2 separate regions of the Mus musculus genome follow, and region 2 is linked to region 1. A link is a contact called in public HiChIP or PLAC-seq data. All regions are on one chromosome and are shown on one strand. The core of a region is the stretch at or near the end of the contact, and the rest is flanking DNA. Distances in the headings are between cores, read along the strand shown.

Region 1 (2,782 bases), core at 153-2,652:
GGAGGATTGAGCAGAGGTCAGCTGAGGAGCCAAGCCCCGGCCCTCATCACGCCTGAGACAAGCCGCCTTTGAGGAAGACCTGAGCGGGCACTGGAGCTGGGAGCCAGGGGCAGGGATTCAAGAATCTTCATCAGGAAGAGAAGGGGCCCACGAAGAGACAAGCTGGGAGTAACGCCAATTCAGTCAGGGTGGTAGGGAACAAGTGGAAAGAATCTGTGTCCGTGTCAAAATGGAACCGCTAAGTTAGCCAACTCCGAAAGCAACACATGGCCACTCGCAGGAAGCTTGCGGTATAGAATACATTTCTGTACATATTAAAAACTAGGGAGCTGGAGTGATTAAAAATATGTACTACTCTTGCAGAGGACCAGAGTTCTGTCCTTATCACCCATAGCCAGCACCTATAACTCCATCTCCAGATGATCTGACTCCCATGGTCACCAAGACTCACATGTATACACCTCCCTATACACGTAATTCAAACTAATACTTCAAAAAAAAAAAAAAAAAAAAAAAAAAGACAGCCGGGCGTGGTGGTGCACACCTTTAATCTCAGCACTTGGGAGGCAGAGGCAGGCAGATTTTTTCTGAGTTCGAGGCCAGCCTGGTCTACAGAGTGAGTTTCAGGACAGTCAGGGCTATACAGGGAAACCCTGTCTCGAAAAAAAAAAAAAAAAAAAAAAAAAAGAAATTCCATGAGCACATTTGCTCAGCAGAGCAGATAAGAGTGCTTGCCTCCAACCCTCATGGCCTGAGTTTGACCCCTGGAACCCATATGATAAAAGGCAGGACTGACTGGCACAAGTTGTCTTCTGACTTCCACACATGTGCCATGACACATGCATACCCGCAAACATGAACACAAATAAACATAAGAAAACATGTTGCTGTTCAGTCAATGAACATGTTGCTGAACAAATGACCACAGCACATCCACTCAATTTATCAACTTTAATCAGGTTGGGAAGCATTGAATGAAATCAACTGTGGCGGTGCAGGTCGAGAGTTTAAAGTCATCCTTTGGTTACATCATGCGTTCGAGTTCAGCCTGGGCTACATGAGATCCTATCTCAAAACCAAACAAGCAACAGCAAAAGCCAGACCCTTCACTGTGTGGGGGCTGTAGTTCAAGCTTAGAGGCAGCATGAGCATAAGAAGTGTGTGAGCGTCACTGCCATGTTCTCTGCAGTGAGCTCTTCTCCTCAGAGAAGTGACTCATCATGGCGAGATTATCACTGCTAAGAAACCAACCCCCAGCACTGCATTTCGCCTCCAATTAATTATGAAAACAGTCTTGCTACAGTTACGGAAAAGGGAGACGTGTGCTTCCCCCGTAGGTTAAGGGGAGAGCTGTTCACTGGCAACGTTTCCTGTAAAGAAGAATTGACCGCTCCTGCTCCCCAAGGGCGGGGCTTTCCAGTGGGGGCGGGGCGGAGGCTTGAACAGCTGCACATTTCCAACATAGTATTCCCTACATGGTGTCAAGTGACTGGGAACAGGGTTTCAGCCACTCAGGATGACTTAGTCAGCCCCTTAGTCATCAGCTGCTTAGAGGCAACAATGAGAAGCTTGTGTTTGTGTTTCTGTGTGGGGTACAAGGGACAAAGAACAGCAAATACCCACACACTGCAGTGCTGATCCTAGCTTTCCTCTCAAAAGCATCCTTAATCGTATATATATCAAAGATAAAATCTTTTTAAACTTCAAATCTTATTTAATAATGAATTCTTTCAAAACAAATTATACAAGACAGAGTAGCTGACTGGGGGTGGGTTTTGCCACCATTGTCTTTTTTTTTTTAACATGCCATAGAATCTATTTTGACCATAATATCCCTCCCCTAACTTGTCCCCCCCATTCAGTTTTATGTTCTTTCTATTTATATATAGAAAGAACATAATATATATACATATATAATCATATATAATTTCTTAAATATATATAACAGTTTGAGTGTGCATATGTAGTTGAAAATAGAATATATACTGCAGTGTAGCTGTACATTATTTCCAAATAGTTGTCTAGAAATTCCCTTTTCCCCTTCCTTACTAAAAAGGTTACACATGAATAATAACCAGAAAATATTTCTAACTTACAGAAGTGTACACAGCCAATCTTCCATCACTACCCTTGTTCAGTCTCCCTCTCCTAGCCCCCTGCCCCTATAGAAGATGCAAATCCAACATTACCATCTCACTGGCTTTTGCACAAAAGGCAGATTCCAAGAGGAAAAGTCAGGAGTCACTAAGCATGAATCCCACTGTGGACACACCCCTGGGGAGCGCTAAGGAAAATCGTGGCCAAGTGTCTGAATATAGATCAGGCCAGTTCCAGGGAGATGATACGAGAGCCAGTCATCTCTGGGATTGCTTCTCCCTGCCCGTGCCTCTAACTAGCTGCTCTCCCTCAGACAGCTCTAGTCTCCCAGCCGTGAGTAGACACCATCACAGAGCTGTGAAATGAGACCAGGTGTGCAGAACACCAGCAAGTCACACCGGGAGGAACCCAGTGGTTAGTAGCTTCCCGTCCTCCTCCATGTGGACTTGGGTACATCAGAAGCACATACTGACTTATTTTTAACGAAGTTCTATTTCTGGATGTTTGCAGGGAAAGTGATAATCCCATGCACACCCTGTTATAGAAGGTAAAGGGGTGTGCCTGTGCCCCCACCGTGCTGCTCAGGCTATGACAGTGGAACACAAGTAGTAGTGTAGAGTTAACTAGAGGAACGGAGAAACCAACAGATGTATGCAGGAGTTCAGTTCAGAAGAGTATTTAGGAT
Region 2 (2,905 bases), core at 85-2,584, 560 kb before region 1:
CTCTCCTTGTCAAGACACTGAGATAAAAAACTTCAAAATAAAATTATCATGGACCAGATGTATGTCTCGCCCTTCTGACACTAAGTTTTCTATGGCAAGAGCTTAAAAGTCTGTCCTATAATCCTAGACCAAACCCTGCCGCGACTTCAACTTACCAAAATGTATTGTTACATGGAGTAACTGATGCTAAGTTCAGGTTTCCGTCCATTAAAGCTGTTCCTTTAGTAAAGACTAACACACCGTGCCTCAACTAGACTGAGAACCAGTTTTTAAACTATAGAAGCATTCTTACAGGTGGGGGTTAAAATCGGGGTGCCAACTTCAAGAGGAGTTCATTGCTGTTCTTTTATTTCTCAGTTGTGAACTTTGCATATACTGAACTCTTCTCTTTTTATTCGTTTGGTTTCCTGTCACTTCCTTTAAGCAGTCAGCTTCAGTAGGGACGAGTGACATTGATCTCTTTTCTAGAACCAGCAGTGTCTGGTAGGGCTTTACACACTTGTATAGAGTTGACCACAAAGCAAGTCATCTATCTATACTGCAGAGGAGGGTTGAGGGTGTGTGGTGTGTGTGCATTTAAGTTGGATGGTTAAAGAACCAACCACTCTCAGCGAAGGGAAGACTCAGGCTCCAGGTAGACTGATGCTAAACAGTGCTTCTCAACATGTGGGTCGCGACCCCCAGTACCAAAACCTTCTCACAAGGTCGCCTAAGACCATCTGAAAAAACATTACCGTTCATTGAAGTAAAAAAACAAAAAAACAAAAAAAACATAGTTTTGAAGTAGCAACGAAAACAAATTTATGGCTGAGGGTCATCACAACGCGAGGAACTGGATTTAAGGGGCGCAGCATTAGGAAGATTGAGAATCGCTGAGCTACGGGGGACTCCGAAAGGCAGAAGGCGGGCATCACAGTGCAAAGCCCTACTGCTTTGTGTCTGGCCAGTAAGGCGCTCCTGAAGAGCACTACGCTTCGGTTTCAGCCTCCAAGCCCGCTTGCAGACCGGGCTGGGAAGACGAGAGCGGGCCCGACCTCGATCCTGCTGCTTTCCTGGCTCAGGCCCTTCTCCGAGCCCCCGAACCATCCTCGGGCCGCGTCCGCTCGCTCCAGGCCGAAGCATGACAGAGCAATTCGGAGGTCCCGCAGGAGGCCCTGAGTCACTCACCTACTTGGTAGAGTCGGCCCTCGGGAGAGAAGATAGTAATGTGACGGTCAAAACCGGCGCTGGAACCCCGGGACATGGCGTTCCTGCTATTTTAAACACAGTCTGCACCCCGTAGCACACACACCAGGGACCCAAGCCCCCTCCCGGAAGTTATGGCTACTGCTTCCGGAGCACCGGCGGAGCTGCTTCCGCTCTGGTGAGGGACTGGCGGTGTTTCCGGTGGGGACGGGACGTCCCAAAGCACTGCCCCTGAGTAGGCGGGCCCTCGCGCGCCCGGCCTGCGGTCCGCGGGCTTCCGGGTGGTGGCTCTGGGTCGCAGCCGGCCGTTAGTGCGTTCTGGAGATCAGAGTGGCCAAAAGAGGAAGTTTTCAAGGTGCCTGCAGTTGTCCTTTGCCTACTTGTGACCTCTGGAGACAGTATGGTCACCGCGTTCGCAGTCAGTTTGGGCGCCTGTACTTGCTCTCCTGTCTTCCCGGAGTCTGGCTTTGTTCTTCCTAACCTTCATTTTACCAGCCACTTCTCTTCCTACGTTTTGGGGGAGAAAGGAATGCAACAGCCACCCTTAAATGTAGGGCCTGAAAGAGGGTTAGTGGAAGAAGCCACTGGAAATAACAAAAGTTTTCTTCTAGTCTGGCAAGACTTTCCTTTGGACAGCGGCCCAGAGATGGGAACTTGAGAGGTTGAGCAGTCTTAGTTGATGATGAGCAAGATCGTTGCTGGTGGCTGGATACCGGAGAGTAATTCCAAGGCGGCGAAGCAACTCCTGGAAAACTGGTGGTTTTTCAAACTGTAAAATTCTGCACATTGTGCACCCTAGGGCACAGCCCCTATTTAGTGAATATAAAAATCGAAGCATATTATTAAGCTATTCCCCCCTCCCTAAATAAAAGTTTTGTTTACAGCAATATTTATAACAATTTACTGATGTAATACTGAAATATTCAGATCTGTGGCGTTCTCTCTAAAAGCACCCATTTTAAAGCAAAACATTTGAAGAGATTCTTCATAAGGAAGTTTTAATTTCTCGAGCTAATTTTTTTCTTCCTTTAGAAAAAAATATAAGCCAGGTGTGGTGGGACACATCTTTTATCCCAGCACTTGGAAGGCAGAGACATCTCTGGGTTCAAGGCTAGCCAGATCTACAGAATGAGTTTCAGGACACAGTAAGGCTACACAGGAAAAAGAAGGCTGTCTGGGGGTGGGGGTAGGGTGTACAACATCCAAGATTGAAACACGGGTTAAGAAAATAGCCCATGTAAGCAGCCGCTCTGGAACACCCGGTACTTTCCAGCTTCAATTCCCAAGTGTGCTGATAAGAGCTGCTGTCCCTTGGTTCTAGCTCAGGTCCTTACATCAGGATTAACTCCTGACCTTTGCGTACTTTTCTCAGTCTTCCCAGCCAAGTGTACTATAACACCTACAGTTTGCCTGAACAGTCACGGAGAAGTTCTCTGTAAGACTGCTAGGGGAAGCCCTCTGTTAGTACCTTAGAATCCAGATGTCTCATATCTAGGGCTGCACTGCACTGTCCATTGAAGCTGAATTTTCCCTAGTTGCCTCCATCAGAATAAACAGACATTTCATTACCCAAAATAGGCAAAACCAGGATTCCTCATCTCTTTCCTTCCAGTTCCTGCTCTTTGTATTTAGAGCCCACACCTTGTAGCAGTCAAATCTTCAGCATTTCCTCTCTCTGCTCCTGATGTCTTAGTTGGCTCCTTATATAATTCTTAGTTTT

Evidence for each region. HiChIP or PLAC-seq counts read pairs in DNA pulled down with a chosen protein or histone mark.
Region 2: a contact with region 1 is called in an H3K4me3 HiChIP or PLAC-seq map of stem cell-derived neural progenitor cells, with 19 read pairs. The contact joins the promoter of Psma6 here to the enhancer-like site in region 1. A contact is called at or near these places in 3 of 39 promoter capture datasets (the C10 cell line, the HPC-7 cell line and cranial neural crest) and 5 of 115 datasets of contacts at active chromatin or transcription factors (embryonic stem cells, epiblast stem cells, extraembryonic endoderm stem cells and 2 more).

The regions. Positions count from the first base shown.
Region 1 is chr12:54,833,746-54,836,527 of GRCm38.p6, reverse strand. No RefSeq gene overlaps it. Among named protein-coding and RNA genes, the nearest start is that of Cfl2, 28 kb to the left of the region's middle. Within about 2 kb of position 1,402, at least 263 of the 459 cell types and tissues checked have an H3K27ac peak or open chromatin away from gene starts, as enhancers often do. A contact at or near this core is called in the HPC-7 cell line, pancreatic cancer cells and stem cell-derived neural progenitor cells, where this site is marked.
Region 2 is chr12:55,397,254-55,400,158 of GRCm38.p6, reverse strand. Psma6 (proteasome subunit alpha 6) reads right to left here and starts at 1,334. Exons shown (of 7, transcript NM_011968.3): 1 at 1,168-1,334. The coding sequence starts at 1,243.